Linked DNA regions of Sus scrofa: all the other regions are linked to region 2. Evidence: chromatin contacts called from public Hi-C and promoter capture Hi-C data. All regions are on one chromosome and are shown on one strand. Each heading gives the region's core, a stretch centred on a gene start, on an enhancer-like site or on the middle of the called end of the contact. The rest is flanking DNA. Distances are from core to core; before and after follow the strand shown.

Region 1 (3,504 bases), core at 181-2,680, 93 kb before region 2:
GCTCCCACAATCGCTGGCCTCCAGGATGAGCTATCCCATCTTCAGGAGTTATTAAGGAAATGGACACCAAGAATATCTCCTGAGGATCACTCCAAGAAAAGAGATCCAAATACCATTCTTTCCCAATCCCACTGAAATTGCTGGCTCTCTCATGGGCGGGGCAGAGAGTGGTCTGGGGTGAGGGAGAATTCTGTCTAATCCTTCAAATCTTATCTGGTTTTACTCCCTCAGCTTTCATATGCCAGCCTTTAAACAAGCTCACTGACTTGAGTTTCCATAGCTGATAGGTGGCTAACCTTATCCAACTCTTACCCTATCCTTCTTGGTTTAAATAGTTTCTTGTGACCTGAAGAATTAAAGAAACAAAACCAACAAAACCAATCCGGAATATGATTGCCCTTTTTTCATGCATTCCAACCCTTTTGGATGGAAATTTTGGATACTGAGCTGGTAAATTGTGAGGTCAGAGAAACAATTTGTCAGTGCCAACAAGATGGCCTACAGACCTCCTTCTCACCTCCCCCTGCTGCTCCTTTGATTCCAATTTCTATTTCTTCCCTTAAAGTTTTCTCTGGGTGTGGTGTGGCTATGGGAGACACCCAGTCTTTTCCAATTGTATATTTTTGTAACGGCATTTCTATTTAAGGAGTTCATTAAATCACAGTATTTATACACACTGCTGGCATTGTTTCTTGTGTCTGAATAAAGGAACCTAGGTAAGATAGTGATGGTGTGACTCAAGAGAGGAAGATACAGACCGAATTACTGCTAAGGAAATAAGGGGATGGTTCAGGTGAAGCTCTGCAGAATTCATAGTTTGGGTTCTCCCTGTGGTGCTGATGTGGCAAAAACAGACCCAGACGTTGTTGTTGGGGCTGGGGTGTGCTCTGGGGGTTGAGACCAAAGCCTCTGGACTTCAGTGTTAACCACTCTTCAGCGCTGGTCACACACACTCCCATCTCTGAGCCTCTGGTTCCCGTCACCCCCAATGCAATACTGACTAGGCAAGCTCAACGTCACTCCAGCTCAGACATTCCGCAATCCCTTCCCTGAGGAAAAATGAAAGCCCAGGCCAGGACTATGGGGCCCCATCTGTCCAAAGGCTGCGGGCCGGGGTGGACAGCTGCCTCCACGCCTTGGGCAGAAGACCCTTCTCTGGGAATCAAAGGAGGCCACAAAATATACGAAAAATATTGTTCTCTTAGCTCCTGAATTGACATTTTTGGGAGCAGCGTGATCCTTTAACTTCAAGCACTGCCTTAGGGCGTTTGAGAGATTCCGATCCGCGTTCCCCGCCCTAACCTGTCAGAGCGGCACTTCAACACAAAACCAAAGACCGCGGAACACGGTAACACCAATCACTTCAAGTCTCAGCGGCTCCTAAAATGGCCGCGGCCGCTTCCGGCTCCTCCCCTGCATAGGCCCCGCCCACCGCCTCTACGTCCGCCTTCGCCCCGGAAGTGGAAGTAGTACTGCGGTCAGGAGGCGGTATCGCTGCCTGGAGACGGCGGGAGGTCTTTCGCCATGGCTGCTGGGCCGATCTCCGAGCGGAATCAGGGTGAGTGGAGGGCACAAGTCCGGGATGGGCCCAGGGGAGTTTGGGGGATCTCGGGTTACAGCCAGCAGTGTTTCCGCCAGGGCGGGAGATTGGAGCATCCCAAAAGGCGCTAGACCGGCCTGATGCCTGCTGGGGCGGGATGGACGGGTGCCCAGAGGCTGAGGCCTGTAGGTGTGATGTTGTCTATGTCCCATCCCCTGCTGCCTTCCCACTCACGCACACAAAAAATTACAAAGAGAATGTGCGCCAGAACTTTAAATTATATTTAAGAAGATTTTGTATTACCTGGAATGGAGGGCGGTGTAGGGGTATAAGCTAACGTCTTTTTTTTTTTTTTTTTTTTTTTTTCTTTTCTTTTTCTCTTTGCTCCAATACCCCATCTCCACCCGCAACTCCACCGCCTGGGTTCCGACTTCATGTTCCCGTCACCTCCTTATTTCCTCTCATCTCTGTCCTAACCTCCTAACCCTGTCCTCCAGATGCCACTGTGTACGTGGGGGGCCTCGATGAGAAAGTTAGCGAACCACTGCTGTGGGAACTGTTTCTCCAGGCAGGGCCAGTAGTCAACACCCACATGCCAAAGGATAGAGTCACTGGTCAGCATCAAGGTGAGTACATGGCAAGAAGTGCAGTTATTTTTCATTTAATTTATTTTTTGGTCTTTTTGTCATTTCTAGGGCCGCTCCCGCGGCATATGGAGGTTCCCAGGTTAGGGGTTGAATCGGAGCTGTAGCCACTGGCCTATGCCAGAGCCACAGCAAGGTGGGATCCGAGCGGCGTCTGCAACCTACACCACAGCTCACTGGCAACGCCGGATCCTTAACCCACTGAGCAAGGGCAGGGATCGAACCCACAACCTCATGGTTCCTAGTCGGATTCGCTAACCACTGAGCCACGACGGGAACTCCCAAGAAGTGCAGTTATGTTTTGAGGAAACAAACTGCTCCTGGAAGGTCCCGGCAGTATTCACAACTGTTTGGAATAAGCAAGCTAAAGTTTTCTTTCTCTTAAACTCAGTTTGTTTCTGGAACCATTCTCAGTTGAAGTAGGATTATTTTTTCTTGTTCTTTGTACTTTAGAAGGTGAGTTATACCTCATTTTGAATCGCTTCACTTAAGTTAACTCTTCTTTTCCATTTCCCTAGGCTATGGTTTCGTGGAGTTCTTAAGTGAGGAAGATGCTGACTATGCCATTAAGATCATGAACATGATCAAACTCTATGGGAAGCCGATACGGGTGAACAAGGCATCAGCTCACAACAAAAACCTGGATGTGGGAGCCAACATTTTCATTGGAAACCTGGACCCAGAAATTGATGAGAAGTTGCTTTATGATACTTTTAGCGCCTTTGGGGTCATCTTACAAACCCCCAAGATAATGCGGGACCCTGACACAGGCAACTCCAAAGGTTATGCCTTTATTAATTTTGCTTCATTTGATGCTTCGGATGCAGCAATTGAGGCCATGAATGGGCAGTACCTCTGTAACCGCCCAATCACTGTGTCCTATGCCTTCAAGAAGGACTCCAAGGGTGAGCGCCATGGCTCAGCAGCTGAACGACTTCTGGCAGCACAGAACCCACTCTCCCAGGCTGACCGCCCTCATCAGCTCTTTGCAGATGCCCCCCCTCCACCGTCTGCTCCAAATCCTGTGGTATCATCACTGGGGTCTGGGCTTCCTCCACCAGGTAGAGCTTTCTATTCAGAATATGTTTGTCTTAAATTGGGGGGAGGGCAGGAAGAAGGAAAAAGAACCTGGAAAGGAGGGGACATTGAGTCAGTAGGTGATGAGAAAGGGGTTGAGAGGTAATGGATGCAGTGAGAAGAACATTGTTGAATTGTTCTAGCATTTTTTTTTGTTTTTTGTCTTTTTGCCTTTTCTAGAGCCACTCCCATGGCATGTGGTGGTTCCCAGGCTAGGGGTCTAATCGGAGCTGTAGCCACCGG
Region 2 (3,444 bases), core at 547-3,046:
AAAACCTCCACAGGAGGGGGTAATAGTTTTTCACGTCAGTTAGGCATGATATTTGTTTGTTTTTGGCCCATGGCAGAAGTTCTGTGGGTCAGGGATTGAACCCACACTAGAGCAGTGACCCAAGCTACAACAGTTGAAAACTGCCAGATCTTTAACTCTCTGAGCTACCAGGGAACTCCAGCATTTAGATCTCTTCTCTAGAGCAGGAGATTGCTGCAGCCCAAGGAAACTTGGAGATATAAAGATAAGTTTCTACTGTGTTTAATGCGCAGAAAATCCTCTCAAAATCACTTTTACTTCATTTTGACTTCAGGAAAATAGTCATTCATATTGACACCATCAAGGTAAGTTTTGAGCCTCTTGGGCCTTTGTTCTCAGGTTTGAGTTTTTCTGTGGTTTGGATGCAATAGTGTTTTTTCAATCAAAGAAGCATGCGATTAAAAGTCTTTATATTAATTATTACAATTTTAAGCATTGGTAACCTTACATAACTGTGGTATTATTACATGCAATTTTCCCAAGCAATTCTTCAAAGCATATGAAATAACTAAAAGGAAAAAGATCTTCAATTTCCTTATAAAGAATAGAAAAGATAAGAAATGTTAAGAATTAGAAAACACTTTATAGAAGAAAATATGCTAGCAACTCAGTAATCAACAAATAATTTATTTGTTTTGACACTTTATTTGAACTTTTAATCTGACTGATAGGCAACTTGACTTTAAAACTATTCACCAGTGTAAAGGAGAAACTAATATTTCTGGTCTTGTGTTCCCTTTAATGCAGCAGGTTAAGGATCTGGTGGTGTCACTGCAGTGGCTGGGGGATCTCATGGCCAAATAAATAAATAAATATTTCTGATCTTACTTTCCCTTACTTAGAAGCGTTTCCTCTATAGGACCTAATTAGCCATTGATGGATTGAGAAGGAGGAAACCGCCTTCCAGGGGAAAATGACAAAAGAAAGGCGGAGAGCTCTACTCTGTAAATTGGTACTGGCCAGCACACAACTTTGGCGAAGTTCTGAATCAGGTAAACGTAAAGTTAAATATGTTTTCTTCAATTGAATATTGTTTTGTCGAACCGCAGTCATAATGTAATACATCTAGTGCGCTTAGCTCAGTGTCAGGAGCTAAATAAATGTTAACTATGGGAGAAGAAATGGAAATGCGGCTGAAACCTAGGGCATGCGTGTATTTCAAAGGAATCGATTAAAATATAAATCCCAAATGTGCAAAAACACTTTATAAGTTGCTGTTTTAAAAGTTACAGCAATTTCAAGAAATGGCCTAAAAAAGAAAATATCTGTGATCGATAAGGTTATAGAAAAGTACGGAGGTAATAAGGAGATTAGCATAACAAGCTTTGCCCAGGATTGAATTCTAGCCAATGAGATAAGAATTCCGGAAATTCCTTATTTTTCTGGCCCAATCAAGATGAGGCTATGTCTATAAATAGGACTGCCTCAGGGTAGGTAAATGAAACCAGTGAGATATTATGGCGCGTACTAAACAGACCGCCCGCAAATCGACCGGGGGCAAGGCCCCGCGGAAGCAGCTGGCCACCAAGGCGGCCCGCAAGAGCGCGCCGGCCACCGGCGGCGTGAAGAAGCCCCACCGCTACCGGCCGGGCACCGTGGCCCTGCGGGAGATCCGGCGCTACCAGAAGTCGACCGAGCTGCTGATCCGCAAGCTGCCCTTCCAGCGCCTGGTGCGCGAGATCGCGCAGGACTTCAAGACGGACCTGCGCTTCCAGAGCTCGGCCGTGATGGCGCTGCAGGAGGCGAGCGAGGCCTACCTGGTGGGGCTGTTTGAAGACACGAACCTGTGTGCCATCCACGCCAAGCGCGTGACCATCATGCCCAAAGACATCCAGCTGGCCCGCCGCATCCGCGGGGAGCGGGCTTAAGGCATTTTTTTTTTACGTAGACTATCTTAAAGGCTCTTTTCAGAGCCACTCACCTTTTCAAAAGGAGCAGTTGTACCACCTCTCAGCCATGTCGGTGGGCTCGTTATGCACAGGTGTTAAGGGTAAAGGGGATCAAGTAATCTTGTATGTGTTGGTGAGGTTACAGAATTAAAGCCGACAGACGCCAGAGGGAGCATCAGGCAAAATCTAGGTCGTCATGGCCAAGTGCTGACGTGATTTCTGAAGTCCAGAGGGCTAAGCTTGCTGCTTACGTGGGAAAACTGCAAGAGGATAGTCTGCTCTACGCAGTTTTTGCTTTATTTTTTTGGAACGCCTTTCAAGCTGCTAGTTAAAAATGTTAGCACAAGTTTGAATACAGAAATTGACAGTAGAAGGCCGGTATTATAACTGGGGGGATCTGGGATCTGGGTTTTCAGATCGACAGCAGTTCTAGGTCTAGGCTGGATGTCAAACACCCGGTAGTTTCCTGGCGTTTCAACTGATAAAAAAGGGCAAGAGACAGTGCTGAGTCCCGAGGTGTCTTCCTCACTGCGTTAAGACAGGAGGCGCAAAAGGTAAAAATAAATATTTAAGTGGGCTGAGGTTTGGTTGCAAAAATCAAAATCAGACTTCCACAAGTGGTATAGCGGAGTAATACGATGCAAAAATAAAATTTAACTTTCCCTTAGCTGGCGCTTCAGATCTCTACGTATACAAGTCAACCAGTAAAAGTTAAAATCAACAAAACAGGTGAAACTACACTTTACATATTTACTGGTTAGTGTGAAATAGAACATTTTGATTGGTTAACAAGACTTTTGTTCTAAGGACCACTAAGGAAGCGAGACCGAACCTTATTTACATGGACTCCACCCTTCTATGACGGCACTGTTGGATATTAACCAATAAACACGCAGTACTGAGTTAGTCTTCATTTGCATACAGGCTCTATAAGTAGCGCGTAACCGACCAGCTTGGATGTAGTCAGCATCATTTTTGTGGGCGCGTGGGCTTTCTTCGTGCAGAAATGCCGGATCCAGCAAAATCTGCTCCTGCTCCTAAAAAAGGGTCTAAAAAGGCTGTAACAAAAGTGCAGAAGAAGGATGGCAAAAAGCGCAAGCGAAGCCGCAAGGAAAGTTACTCTGTGTATGTATACAAAGTGCTGAAACAGGTTCATCCAGACACCGGCATCTCGTCCAAGGCCATGGGCATCATGAACTCCTTCGTCAACGACATCTTCGAGCGCATCGCGGGCGAAGCGTCCCGCCTGGCTCATTACAACAAGCGCTCGACCATCACGTCCCGGGAGATCCAGACGGCCGTGCGCCTGCTGCTGCCCGGCGAGCTGGCCAAGCACGCCGTGTCCGAGGGCACCAAGGCGGTCACTAAGTACACCAGTTCCAAGTAAGGGTGCTCAAGGGACGAAATAGAACATCTACCTTACCCCAAAGGCTCTTTTCAGAGCCACATAACTTATCAGAGAAAGTGGCTGTAAGCACTTGGTTAGAAGGTTGGTCAGATAGTGATCTCGAGTGCA
Region 3 (3,509 bases), core at 887-3,386, 110 kb after region 2:
TCCTTTTGTGATGGATAACAGCTGTTGATCATTGCCTACATACAGTAATTCATTAGGAGTTCCAAAATGTTGATATTGTAATCATGCCATTCCTTCTTCATTCACTCATTAGAAAACTTCTATAAAGAGAAAATTTCCCGTCTTGAGTTCCCATAGAAAAAACTAGGATAAATACTTGATTCTTTCCAGTTTCAAAATAATGAGTTGTTCCCCTAGCATTCTCCAGCAATAACAAATGAGTTTGGATGTTTAAGTATCATTGTGAACTCATTTAAATATATCTGACATGTTTAGATCCATTGCAGGTGGTATCCTTTTTCACACTCAAATTGTCCCATCTTTGATCAGAGGGAACTCTTCTAGTTTCTTCTGAGTTCTTTGATAGAAATCTAACAGTCTTTGAAATAGTATTGAGATAGCTCAGTTTGGACACTAGTGGTGTTCATTGCTACTGGGTTATTGCTTCTAGGCCTTTTCAAGATAAAGTTAGGAAATGTTTGAGGATAAAATATAGCCTGTGTACTCTGTAAAACTGTGAGGATATACTGTACATAAAAGTATAGCTATGAGTTATACTTCCAATTTAAATTCAGAATTGTAGCGTTTTTACTTCAATCATAAATCTGTACCTCTTTATGCTACCTCTAAAATCCTGGTTCACAAGAATGTAATTACTCATTTGTTTTATCCCACGATATACCCACAAAGCTTTCAGAATAGCAATACCAACACTACCACCAACATGACTGCTTTAAAATATTTTGCACTTCTTTTTGTCCTTAGAGTAATCTCACTTGGGATTTCATAGTCAACTTATTGTATTTATTTATTTATTTGACTACAGTGACAATGCTGAATCCTTAACCACTAGGCCACCAGGAAACTCCCAAATTATTGTGTTTTAAAGTCACTTGGATAGTTTGGTTGGAGTCATTTTACACTTTTGTAATATAAACCCTTGTGGAGTTCCCTGGTGGCTCAGTAGGTTAAGGATCCAGTGTTGTCACTGCTGTGGCTCAGGTCACCACTGTGGTGAGGGTTTGATCCCTGGCCTGGCCTGGGAACTTCTGCATGCCATGGGTACGGCCAAAACAAAACCCAAAAACAACCCTTGTGATATGGCTTCATGGCATCAAGAGAAAAACTAAAATTTTCAGATACACATGTAAAATAAAGAGAAGAGTGTTCCGTGGGCCTCTAGATTCTGAATTAAGTATAGAGCAAATTAATGCAGATGCATTAGTGACACTATTTGAGGTCGGCCCTTGTGTTAATTTCACTTGGCAAATACTAAGAGGTGATGATGCCTATGGCTGCTAAAATATGACATGGCTAAATTCCTTGACTGCAACATCTTATAAGAGGTCACCAGATTATCTTACTCCACAAAAATATCTTTCTGAATCTCTTTTTCTCTCAGTTTATCTCTCCAAGGTCCTCTCCTCTGTGGATTAATAACCTTCAAATTTTCTATCCCCATTCCTTCTTCTTGCCCTTCCTAGCCTTCTCCCCCCAGCAACTCAGGAGCTTATATTTTTGTGTGTATTTTGGGGAAGAGGAATTGCTGTATAAATAAGGGAATGAAAATGGAGGATGTAGGGTAGACAGCTGCAAGGATCTGAGCTAGTAGACTGAAACAAACCCTCATCCTAAACAACTCAGAGCTCAGATTTCTTCTCTAGACAGCTGGCTGTTTTAGTCCATCTGATTTACTCTGCAAAGATGGGGGGTGGGGGTGCTGTGAACTATCTCTGTTATGGACCTTATTTAAAGTCAGCTACCTCCTAGATGTGTTCTGTAGAAACTAAATGCCATATTTAACATAGCAGGCTTGAAGGTGATGAACAAAATGTATACAATTGTCCATTCTAATTTTTAAAGGTCAAGAGCTCATTTTTAACAATACTTCAGGGCTGCCTGAAGTAGGCACTAACTAGAATTATATAAGCTCAAATTGGACATCTGACTTGATTGTCATATTTCTGCCCCCCTTCCGCACTTGGCACCCTATACTCCATATTCTTTCCAATCCTCCTACCCTCCCCACTCCCCCAACTCCAACACCCTACCCCCACCAATGTTCCTGGAATTTTGGACTTAGCTATTTTTAAAACAGTCAACTCAGTAGCCACCTCCCTCCCCCGCTCAGCTGTCCAGTACTCTGGCCAGCCATATACTCTCCCTTCCCCCCACATCAGACCTTCTCTGGTTCCCTGACCTCAGTGAGATTGCCACCGGTCTGGGGACCTGGGGAAGACATGGAGAAAGAGACGGGGGATCCCCTGGCTGGAGCTGACTGACACAGTAGACAGTCATGGCTGGAGAACTGGATATCAGACTAATATTTGACGTCTGGAAACAGTAAGTCAAAATGAAATTGCAATTCCTTTAATAAGCTTTTGGAGTGAAGTTAGACTTTCATAAAATTAAGACACCTTCTTGGATGTCTCTGGTCTGAAAGCTAGGATCTCTTCCATACTGAGGTGCCCCAGTGTCCATTTCTCCTTCTGTCTTATTTCTTTCTGTTCTCTGGCCATTAGAAGTTTAAATTTCTGTCTCTCCTTTGGGAGTCTTGGCTCTCTCCTCATCTGGTTGCCTCAAGACTACTAGTGAAGTCTCTTTCTTTAGTAGGAGGTTCCCATATCTCCTATTCTGTGGTTTTCTCACCAAGGCCAAATTTAACCTCAGATGATTAGTCACTGCTACCCTTCTACCCTGCTCCTACTTAGTAGTGCCCTTCACGTTGGGCTTCTAAGGGTAGGGCTACTCCTTGTTGTAAATGATTTCTCCCCATGACTCTAGTCTCAGTCATCCTACTCTCCCTCCTACATGACTCTCCCTCAGTCATATCCTTACCCTTGGAGAGGGTAGTTTGGCAAGAGAGAGTTAGTCCCTCCTCAAGCCCCATCCACATCAAAAGACTGAGAACTTCTAAACTTGCAAAGGAAAGATTAATGGAATGAATGATTCTTCAGTAAGGTTTGGAAAAATACAAGAACTGTTGACCCACAACAAACATTGATTTGCATGCTTGGTGTACATCCCATTATTCCATGAGAGAGAGATATAATTTTAGCTCTCTAGAGTATATGAAAGAGATGGGTTCCCTTTTCATTTGAATACTGGTATTCTAGAGAGGGGATGTGTATACCACCTTTACAACTTCTTGCTGAGAATTCTGACACAAAGGAGAAAAAGAAATGAATGACCCCTGGAGAGTATCCCATCCTGATGGGGAAGGGCAAGTAAGAGGTATGTTTCTGAAGTACTTTTCAGATCCTAATTCTATTGGGGAACCCACTATCCACATGATTCCTCTTTTTTTTTTTTTTTTTGACATTTCTGCTGATTGGTAGCTCAGAATGGGGCAATACAGTGGACTCTGCCCCCCCCCCCCCAGTCAATTCAACCTTTCTTCCACCCCCACCTAGGAGTATTGCATAAGGGACCTGAAAGTAGCCACAAAAGCAGGTCACAGAGGCTTAACAGCCACATTTTTAGTTCAGGGA

The links. Promoter capture Hi-C pulls out the DNA fragments that hold promoters and counts their contacts. A called contact is a pair of places that touch in the nucleus more often than the background predicts.
Region 1: a promoter capture Hi-C map of liver shows a contact between it and region 2, with 3 times the contacts expected there. The contact joins the promoter of SF3B4 here to the promoter of LOC110255273 in region 2. A contact is called at or near these places in 1 of 5 promoter capture datasets (liver) and 4 of 47 Hi-C or Micro-C datasets (blood, heart right ventricle, liver and 1 more).
Region 3: a Hi-C map of liver shows a contact between it and region 2, with 2.1 times the contacts expected there. The contact joins the promoter of HFE2 here to the promoter of LOC110255273 in region 2. A contact is called at or near these places in 2 of 5 promoter capture datasets (fetal liver and liver), 23 of 47 Hi-C or Micro-C datasets (alveolar macrophages, blood, brain and 11 more) and 2 of 2 datasets of contacts at active chromatin or transcription factors (alveolar macrophages and skeletal muscle).

What each region holds. Positions count from the first base shown.
Region 1 is chr4:99,122,134-99,125,637 of Sscrofa11.1, forward strand. It overlaps SF3B4 (splicing factor 3B subunit 4), which reads left to right and starts at 1,431. Exons shown (of 6, transcript XM_001926489.5): 1 at 1,431-1,558; 2 at 2,038-2,166; 3 at 2,703-3,245. The coding sequence starts at 1,525. MTMR11 (myotubularin related protein 11) reads left to right here. Exons shown (of 17, transcript NM_001243446.1): 17 at 1-676. The coding sequence ends at 135.
Region 2 is chr4:99,214,941-99,218,384 of Sscrofa11.1, forward strand. LOC110255273 (histone H2B type 2-F) reads left to right here and starts at 1,797. Exons shown (of 1, transcript XM_021089927.1): 1 at 1,797-3,444. The coding sequence starts at 2,935. The coding sequence ends at 3,315.
Region 3 is chr4:99,325,853-99,329,361 of Sscrofa11.1, forward strand. HFE2 (hemojuvelin) reads left to right here and starts at 2,137. Exons shown (of 4, transcript XM_005663519.3): 1 at 2,137-2,361. The region is part of intron 2 of LOC106510173 (a long non-coding RNA gene); the gene reads right to left.